2 separate regions of the Sus scrofa genome follow, and region 2 is linked to region 1. Evidence: chromatin contacts called from public HiChIP or PLAC-seq data. All regions are on one chromosome and are shown on one strand. Each heading gives the region's core, a stretch centred on a gene start, on an enhancer-like site or on the middle of the called end of the contact. The rest is flanking DNA. Distances are from core to core; before and after follow the strand shown.

Evidence for each region. HiChIP or PLAC-seq counts read pairs in DNA pulled down with a chosen protein or histone mark.
Region 2: a contact with region 1 is called in an H3K27ac HiChIP or PLAC-seq map of alveolar macrophages. The contact joins two enhancer-like sites. A contact is called at or near these places in 10 of 47 Hi-C or Micro-C datasets (adipocytes, alveolar macrophages, embryonic fibroblasts and 6 more) and 1 of 2 datasets of contacts at active chromatin or transcription factors (alveolar macrophages).

The regions. Positions count from the first base shown.
Region 1 is chr2:94,710,479-94,714,247 of Sscrofa11.1, reverse strand. No RefSeq gene overlaps it. Among named protein-coding and RNA genes, the nearest start is that of RASA1, 170 kb to the left of the region's middle. Within about 2 kb of position 2,192, at least 14 of the 83 cell types and tissues checked have an H3K27ac peak or open chromatin away from gene starts, as enhancers often do. A contact at or near this core is called in alveolar macrophages, where this site is marked.
Region 2 is chr2:94,916,305-94,920,073 of Sscrofa11.1, reverse strand. The region is part of intron 1 of RASA1 (ras GTPase-activating protein 1); the gene reads right to left. Among named protein-coding and RNA genes, the nearest start is that of RASA1, 39 kb to the right of the region's middle. Within about 2 kb of position 2,128, at least 5 of the 83 cell types and tissues checked have an H3K27ac peak or open chromatin away from gene starts, as enhancers often do. A contact at or near this core is called in alveolar macrophages, where this site is marked.

The sequences.
Region 1 (3,769 bases), core at 943-3,442:
ATTGTATCTGCTTATAGTTCATTAATTTTTTCCCCAAGTTTAACTTTTCTATAGCAATTCAAAAAAGTGGTGTTTTTCAAGAAGTGCTTATTACAGCTATTAGCATCTCTTTTTAATAGAATGGAGAGTGTTGACAAGGTCTCCATCCCTACTAAGTGAACGTAATATGCGTTCAAAATAATGTTTATGTTAGAAAGCAGGAAAAATAGTACTGTCAGTTGCCTCTGTTTTACTCACTCCTTGGTAATTGTAATGTGCAAACCTCCCTTTAAGGCAAGCTTTTTGCAACTGCTTGGTCTTGTCACATAGTATCGCTTTTACTTCTGCACCCTACCAGCCACAGAACTGCTTTCTGACAGCTCAGCAGATTCCCTGGGGCGGCAGGCCCCACCTCATTGCCTCCTCCTCTCTATCTCTAATCTCTCAAAGCATAACACAAGAGTCCGCATCCTGCTTTCCAGTTGTGACATTTTAGTCCACTGCCCCCACTTCCTGTGTTATTCCTTATTTTCAGTTCTATCAGTGATAAAAATATAATGTATTCATTATCATGATTTTTACATTTAGTTTTGTGTTTGTTTCATTCAGCAGTCTGCCTTGCATGTTTGCTCAGCTGCATTAAAAGCTCCTCAGAACTACAATGTTCCTTTTTTTAACGCCAAAGTTATTGCTTTGAATTATAGTAGATATGAAAAATAAATCAGAACAGCACCCTCCTAGCCCTTACTCAAGGCTCCATTTCTCAGCTTCTCCAATTCTTCTTAGTAGTTTTCTAGTAGTATTGCATAGGCCAAGGATTGTTGGAGTTATATTTGATCATGTTTGTCTTATTCTTCTATATCCAGTCTATCAGAGACTTAGGTTTCTTCCTTTCTCAAGTTTCCCAAATGCACCCTTTTGTTTCCTTTTCAGTTATCCAGCTATTAGATTTTTATGATAACATGCCTGATTTATGGATTTTGCCTTATGACTAATATGCATAAATTAACTCACCTTTTCTCAGATCTAATGTGCATGGCTTCCTAAAACATCCTGTCCATTGTGTCAACCTTGGTTACAGAAACGATAATATCCTCTTGACCTATCAATTTCAAGTTCTTCGGCCATATATATATAAGTCTGGGATTACCTGACGATAGGATGTTTTTTCATTGCTCCCTAATATGTGCAGTCTACTTTGCCCAGACAGATTTTTTTCATTCTCTCTCCACATACACTATACTCTTTCCTATCTTTTTTCCTTAATTAAATTCCTTCTGGGGATTGAGGATGTCTTGGCTACTATCCTTTGCTAACACTCCAAATAGATCTTCTTGTGTCCTTCATGAAACATCATACACACATTCAATTTTATTTTTAAACACACACACACACACACACACACACACAACCATCCTCCCCATATGTCCATGGCAAAAATATTTATTCTGTAATTTAACTTTTAATGGTTTGTAAATTATTCTATTTCTTTGCTTTATGTAACATTTATATTCTAAAGTCCTTAATATATAGATTAGATGCAATTTCCTTATTGTTTAGATATTATTAAATATTCAAGAAACATTCTGGTTCAAAATTTCATCATGGTCCTCATTATCAACAAAGTCTTCTACATTTTGAGAACTGGGAAAAAAAGTAGTCAACTTCAAAAGGCTTGGGTTTATCTTTGCCAAACAACGAAAAGAATCCAGGAAGAATGCTAAATCTTTAAGTTGTCTTTCATAATTTCTGCTTCTAAAATAAATAGCACTGTTAACAGAAACCTAAAGATTTCTCTATTCATATCAAAGAATACCTTCTAAGATCAGATTCATGTTATTTTTAAAAAGAGCTTCAGCAAGTCACATACTATGTTCGCTGTAAGTTCAAAAGTAAGAAGGCCCTTCCCTCATTTTCTTAGAACAGACCTCTAGGCAATTAGAATACATCAAAGTGACTAAAAGGACAGAACTTAAGTCTAGCTCTCCCCTGATCACCTGTGCAGTATATTCTCACCATTGGGGGCCACTGGTCTTGTGGCTTTGTTTCCTGCTCACTAGACTGTTGGTTGATGGGCTGAGGGTGTGACTTTGCTCATTTCCTTTTTGTCACCTCACAAAGCCCTGGTTTGTTTGCTTTATCTAAGACCTCTCTGCTACCTAGCTAAGCTTGGCTTCCTGTCCAATGCTGTGCACTCTGTCTCCATGGTCCCGGCTCAGCTGGAAGAAAATCAACTGAGGGTCTGAAAGTCCACTGCACTTTTAATGACTTCCTCAAACGTTTCACTTACCCTTCGGGGCTGGCAATAGCCAGTCCAGAGGAGCAGTTAGTAGGAGTGATTCAAATATTTAAATTTTTGCACAGTAAAAATGCTGAGCTTTCTGCTGGCTCAAACTGCATGGGGTAAGGGAGAGAATGGAAACTCTAGGGCAGAGTACTACATCCTATTGTGTTTACATGTTTGATAATACTCCCCAGTACCTTCTGTTGGTGAGGAACAATACAAACTTGACATCCGTTAATGGTGGCACTTAAGGGAATAGCTCCTACTTATTATGAGGAGAAGCAGGAGGATTTGGATCTGGGGTGAGCCAGAAGTCTGGATTAAAAAGGATAGTAGTGAGCCCACTGTCAATACTAGGGACAGATGGAGCTTTAATAGTGAAAAAGGAATAGGCTTCCTAGAGAAGATATGGAGAACGTGTTTTCTTTACACATTTAACATATGTTTCCTTTCCAACCAAGCATGGACTCTGAATGAGAGGTTTCTTTGGAAAGAGTTGAATTTGGTGGAGGATCACTCTATCAAGAGGGACTTTTCATGTGTCTTCCTTAAGTATATTTCTGAAAAGTGTGGATTTACAGACATGGCTGAACATATGCTGGGACAGCTTATATCATATCATTGCAGGATGAGTAGTCAACCCTCTAAAAACAGTTCATACCACCCACAGGTATGCAGAAACCACTTGTGAGTAACCCATGTTTTGAATTCTCTGAGATTTACCATAGACCTTGGAATGAAAGCTTAAGAGAGTCTATATCAACCTACATGTAACTTGATGCAGCCACTGTAGAAAACAGTACGGAGGTTCCTCAAAAAATTGTAAATAGAATTACCATATGATTCAGCAATCCCACTTCTAAGTATACATCTGATAAAAAAGAAATGATTATCTCAAAGAGATATCTTCATTTCATGTTAATTGTAGCATTATCCACAATAACCAAGACACAGAAACAGCTTACGTGTCCAATGACAAATGAAAGAAAATAATATGGCCTATCGATAAATGGCGTATTTTTCTTTTTTTAAATGGCTGCACCTACAGCATATGGAGGTTCTCAGGCCAGGGGTTGAATTGGAGCTGTAGTTGGGGCCTATGCCACAGCCAACACCAGATCTGAACCACAGCTGTGACCAATGCCATAGCTCTTTGCAACACTGGATCCTTAACCCACTGGCAAGGCCAGGGACTCAACCTGCATCCTCATGGAGAAAATTTTACGACCCAGTGAGCAACAACAGGAACACCTATAAGTGGTATTTTATTTGGCTACAAAAAGAAGGAGATCCTGCCATTTGTGACAGCATGAAAAGAACTTGAAGGCATCATACTAAGTGAAATAAGTTAGAGAAAGACAAACATTGTGCAAAATAACTCATATGTAGAATTTAAAAACAGAAAATTCAAAGGGTAGAATGGTGATTTCTAGGGGCTGAGGGGTGGGAAAAATGGAGACTTATTAGTCAAAGGGTACAAATTTTCAGTTCCAAGAACAGTAAGTT
Region 2 (3,769 bases), core at 879-3,378, 210 kb before region 1:
GGACCTGCTATACAGCACAGGGAACTCTACCCAATTTTCTGTGATAATCCGTGTGGAACAAGAATCTGAAGAATGGTTGTGTATACATGTATAACTGAATCACTGTGTTGTATAGCACAAATTATCACAATGTTGTAAATCAACTCTACTTCAATAAAACTTTAAAAAATGAAAAAAAGACCATTCTGCCCAAAGTGATTTTTTTTTTGGGGGGGGGGGTCTTTTTGTCTTTCTAGGGCCACATCCATGGCATATGGAGGTTCCCAGGCTAAGGGTCCAATCGGAGCTGTAGCCACTGGCTTACACCACAGCCACAGCAACGCAGGATATGAGCCACGGGCTGTGACCTACACCACAGCTCACAGCAACGCCAGATCCTTAACCCACTGAGCAAGGCCAGGGATTGAACCTGTGTCCTCATGGACGCTAGTTGGGTTTGTTAACTGCTGAGCCACGACAGGAACTCCCTGAAGAGATTTTTTAAATAAAAAATGATCTAGTATATAATGCGTTGTGTTCACATCAGTTTTCTCAGTAGAAATAGTGAGTAGAAAAATCAGTTCCCCCATCTAGACACCCCATCTTCCCCTACTGTGAACTCCCATAATATTGGCAACCTATACAACTTGCCTACACTCAAAAGATGCTGATTTGGGAGTTGCCTATTCAACACCCATTCCATTCAGAAAAAAAACACTCACACTCACACCAGCCTCTGGGAACGCTTTCTCCTCAATTTCCAAAAACATGGCTTCTGAGGAAGGTGTCCTTTTCTTTGAAGAATCTGGCCTAGTCAAAATTGATCATTCCATAGTGAGTCAAATATTCTTTTCAAGTATATTTTTCCACACTGAAACTGAGAGTTGGTCCTTTTCTGATGGCAAAAGCTATAGGATGCAAAGTTAAAGAAAGGGTTTTTGCTTCTCTGTTACATTTCCCCTTAGATGAGTCAGTTTATAGTAAGAAAGAATGAAGGTAACAGCTCTAAACAGATAAAGAGATGGAAATGAAGATTAATGATAACATTCAAATTCCTGGCTGGAGTTATCTCTGAGATTCCAGTTACAGGCCTACCCTACCCTTCCCTTAGTTTAGCTGTTCATCTCATCCTTCTATTACTTCTAGACCAGTTTTTTGGTCTCTAGGTGCTTTGAGATATTTAAAAAATTACTAGATCTCAGAGAAATGTGTTTATGTAGGTTGTGTCTATCAACATTATCATTAATAGAAATCAAAAACTGTGAACATTCTAAACATTTACTATTAATTTTAAATTAACATATTAGTTACTATTGTCGGTATAGAAAACATTCTTTACATAAGATGATAATAAATTTCAAAAAATTACAGCTGAATTCTCATATCTGAATTCTCATATCTGTTTCTTTTTTTTTCTTTTTTTCTTTTTGGCTTTTTAGGGCTGCATATGGAGGTTCCCAGGCTACAGGTTCAATCAGAGCTTTAGTTGCCAGCCTATGCCACAGCCACAGCAACACCAGATCTGAGCCATGTTTGTAATCTACACCACAGCTCACAGCAACTCCAGATTCTTAACCCACTGAGCGAGGCCAGGGATGGAACCCGCAACCTCATGGTTCCTTGTCAGATTCATTTCTGCTGTGCCACAACAGGAACTCCCTCATATCTGTTTCAGAATTCAGTCAGTTGCTGTATATTGTTTTGATCATGGTATATGAAAACTGTTACTCAACGTAGCTACTTAAAAGTTAGATAAAATGTAGAATCCAACCACACTTATAAATGTTCCATACTCTTATTAGAATTCATTAATGTACCATTTATTTGTGCATATTTTGTAGTATCATGCAATAGGCACTTGGCCATACTGGTTCACTGAGTTATAAAGATGTTCTAAGGGTTAACATGTTTTATTTTATAATATCAAGATATCACATTATTCATATCACCGCTACACAGTAAAGTAGGCCTTGGTTGTCTAAGCTGCATATCTGGCCCTTCCCCAGCTCCTAAGAGAAAACATCTAAGCCTTTGAAATATTCTGGAAATAAGAGTGGCTTTGTTTACTGAGAACCCTGGGCCATGCTAGACTGTTCATGATAATAAGATTTATGGTGGGGGACTTAGAACTCTTTGAAGTCAAACGGATGAAGTAACTAATGTAGGCCACCAGGGGGCACTAGGCCGACATGACGAAATCTCAATAAAATTTCTGAACACCAAGGCTCAGGTGAGCTTTCCTGATTGGTAATACTTCATACGTGCTGTCCCATATTGTTGATGGGAGAATTAAGCACTATCTGCATGACTCCACTGAGAGAAGACAATTAGAAGCTTGCATCTCGTCTCTCCTGGACTCTGCCCTACGCACTTTCTTCGCTGATTTTAATCTGTCTTTTCACAATAAACTATTAACTGTGTGTAACACCTTTGCTGAGTTATGTTTTTCCTTCTAGAAAACACCAAATCTGAGGTGATTTTAGGAACCTCCAACAACCATCAGTATCATTAGGAGAGCTGTTAGCAACACTAATGCGGGTGTCAAGACTCTTTTCAGGTAATAAGTGTAACCTTGAAGAAAAGGTAAGCACTGTTTTCAAAAAAGTGATCTGACCCTGGCTCTGATGAGTTTTTCTTCCAGAAATAAAAACACTGCATGTGTATCTTATATCCTTTCTAACTGGCCACAGATTTGTTCTAGGGTTCAGCATAAAAGCTCTAATTTTTGTTTTGTTTTGTTTTAGTGAAATACCATGTCTCTTGCTAATTCTAGCTATTAGCTATTAATTAGTTAGACACGTGAAGAGTATCTATATTGTAGTTTACGGATTTCAAATAAATGGTATAGTGAAATACTGACCTGAATTTTTTGAGATGCTTATCAACTGACATTTTTCTTAGCCCCAGAAAAGAGTATGAACTATGATTTTTTAATTTACACCTTACAACAATAGATTTGTTCTTTTAAATATATTAGTAATTTAAATATAAACATGCCACTTTGTCTTGAAGCATAGAAATAATTCCTCACAAATGATTTTTCCCTCTGGAAAAAATAAGCTACAAAAATATTTGTTAAACTACATATAGTCCATAACTGAGTGTAGCATGTAAAGGTATACAAAGCTTATAATAAGTAATGCTTCATCCAAATAATTCTTTTTTTTGTTTTATTTTCTTTTTTGCTTTTTAGGGCCGTACCCATGACGTACGGAGGTTTCCAGGCTAGGAGTCTAATCAGTGCCAGCCTACACCACAACCACAGCAACACAGGATCCGAGCCGCATCTGCGACCTACACCACAGCTCACACCACCACCAGATCCTTAACCAACTGAGCGAGGCCAGGGCTTGAACCCGAAACCTCATGGTTCCTAGCTGGATTTGTTTTTGCTGTGCCACGACGGGAGCTCCAAAATAATTCTATTTTGAAAAAAAGTGTTAAAGAGTTTAACAGTTCCATAATAAATCTTCGCCCAGAAAAAAATATATCATCCTAAAGTCACTATGTATTTAGGAAGCTAAAGTTGCAGATAACAAGGGTTCTAAAATTCTAATGTTTACATGAAAGCTCAATGTTTGCTTAAAAGCACCAAATATCATTGGTTAGTTCCCTTAAAATGAGAGGTTCACTTTGTTCTTTTCCCAGGAAAATGTCTGTCAAATACTCAGGTCTGACTAACCACAGTGTGTCATTCTTTATAGTAAAATGGTGTGCCATAAAAGACATGGTTAATTCAGCTCACAATTGCTTTTCAAGAAAATGTACTTAGGGAGGCAGCATTATGTGC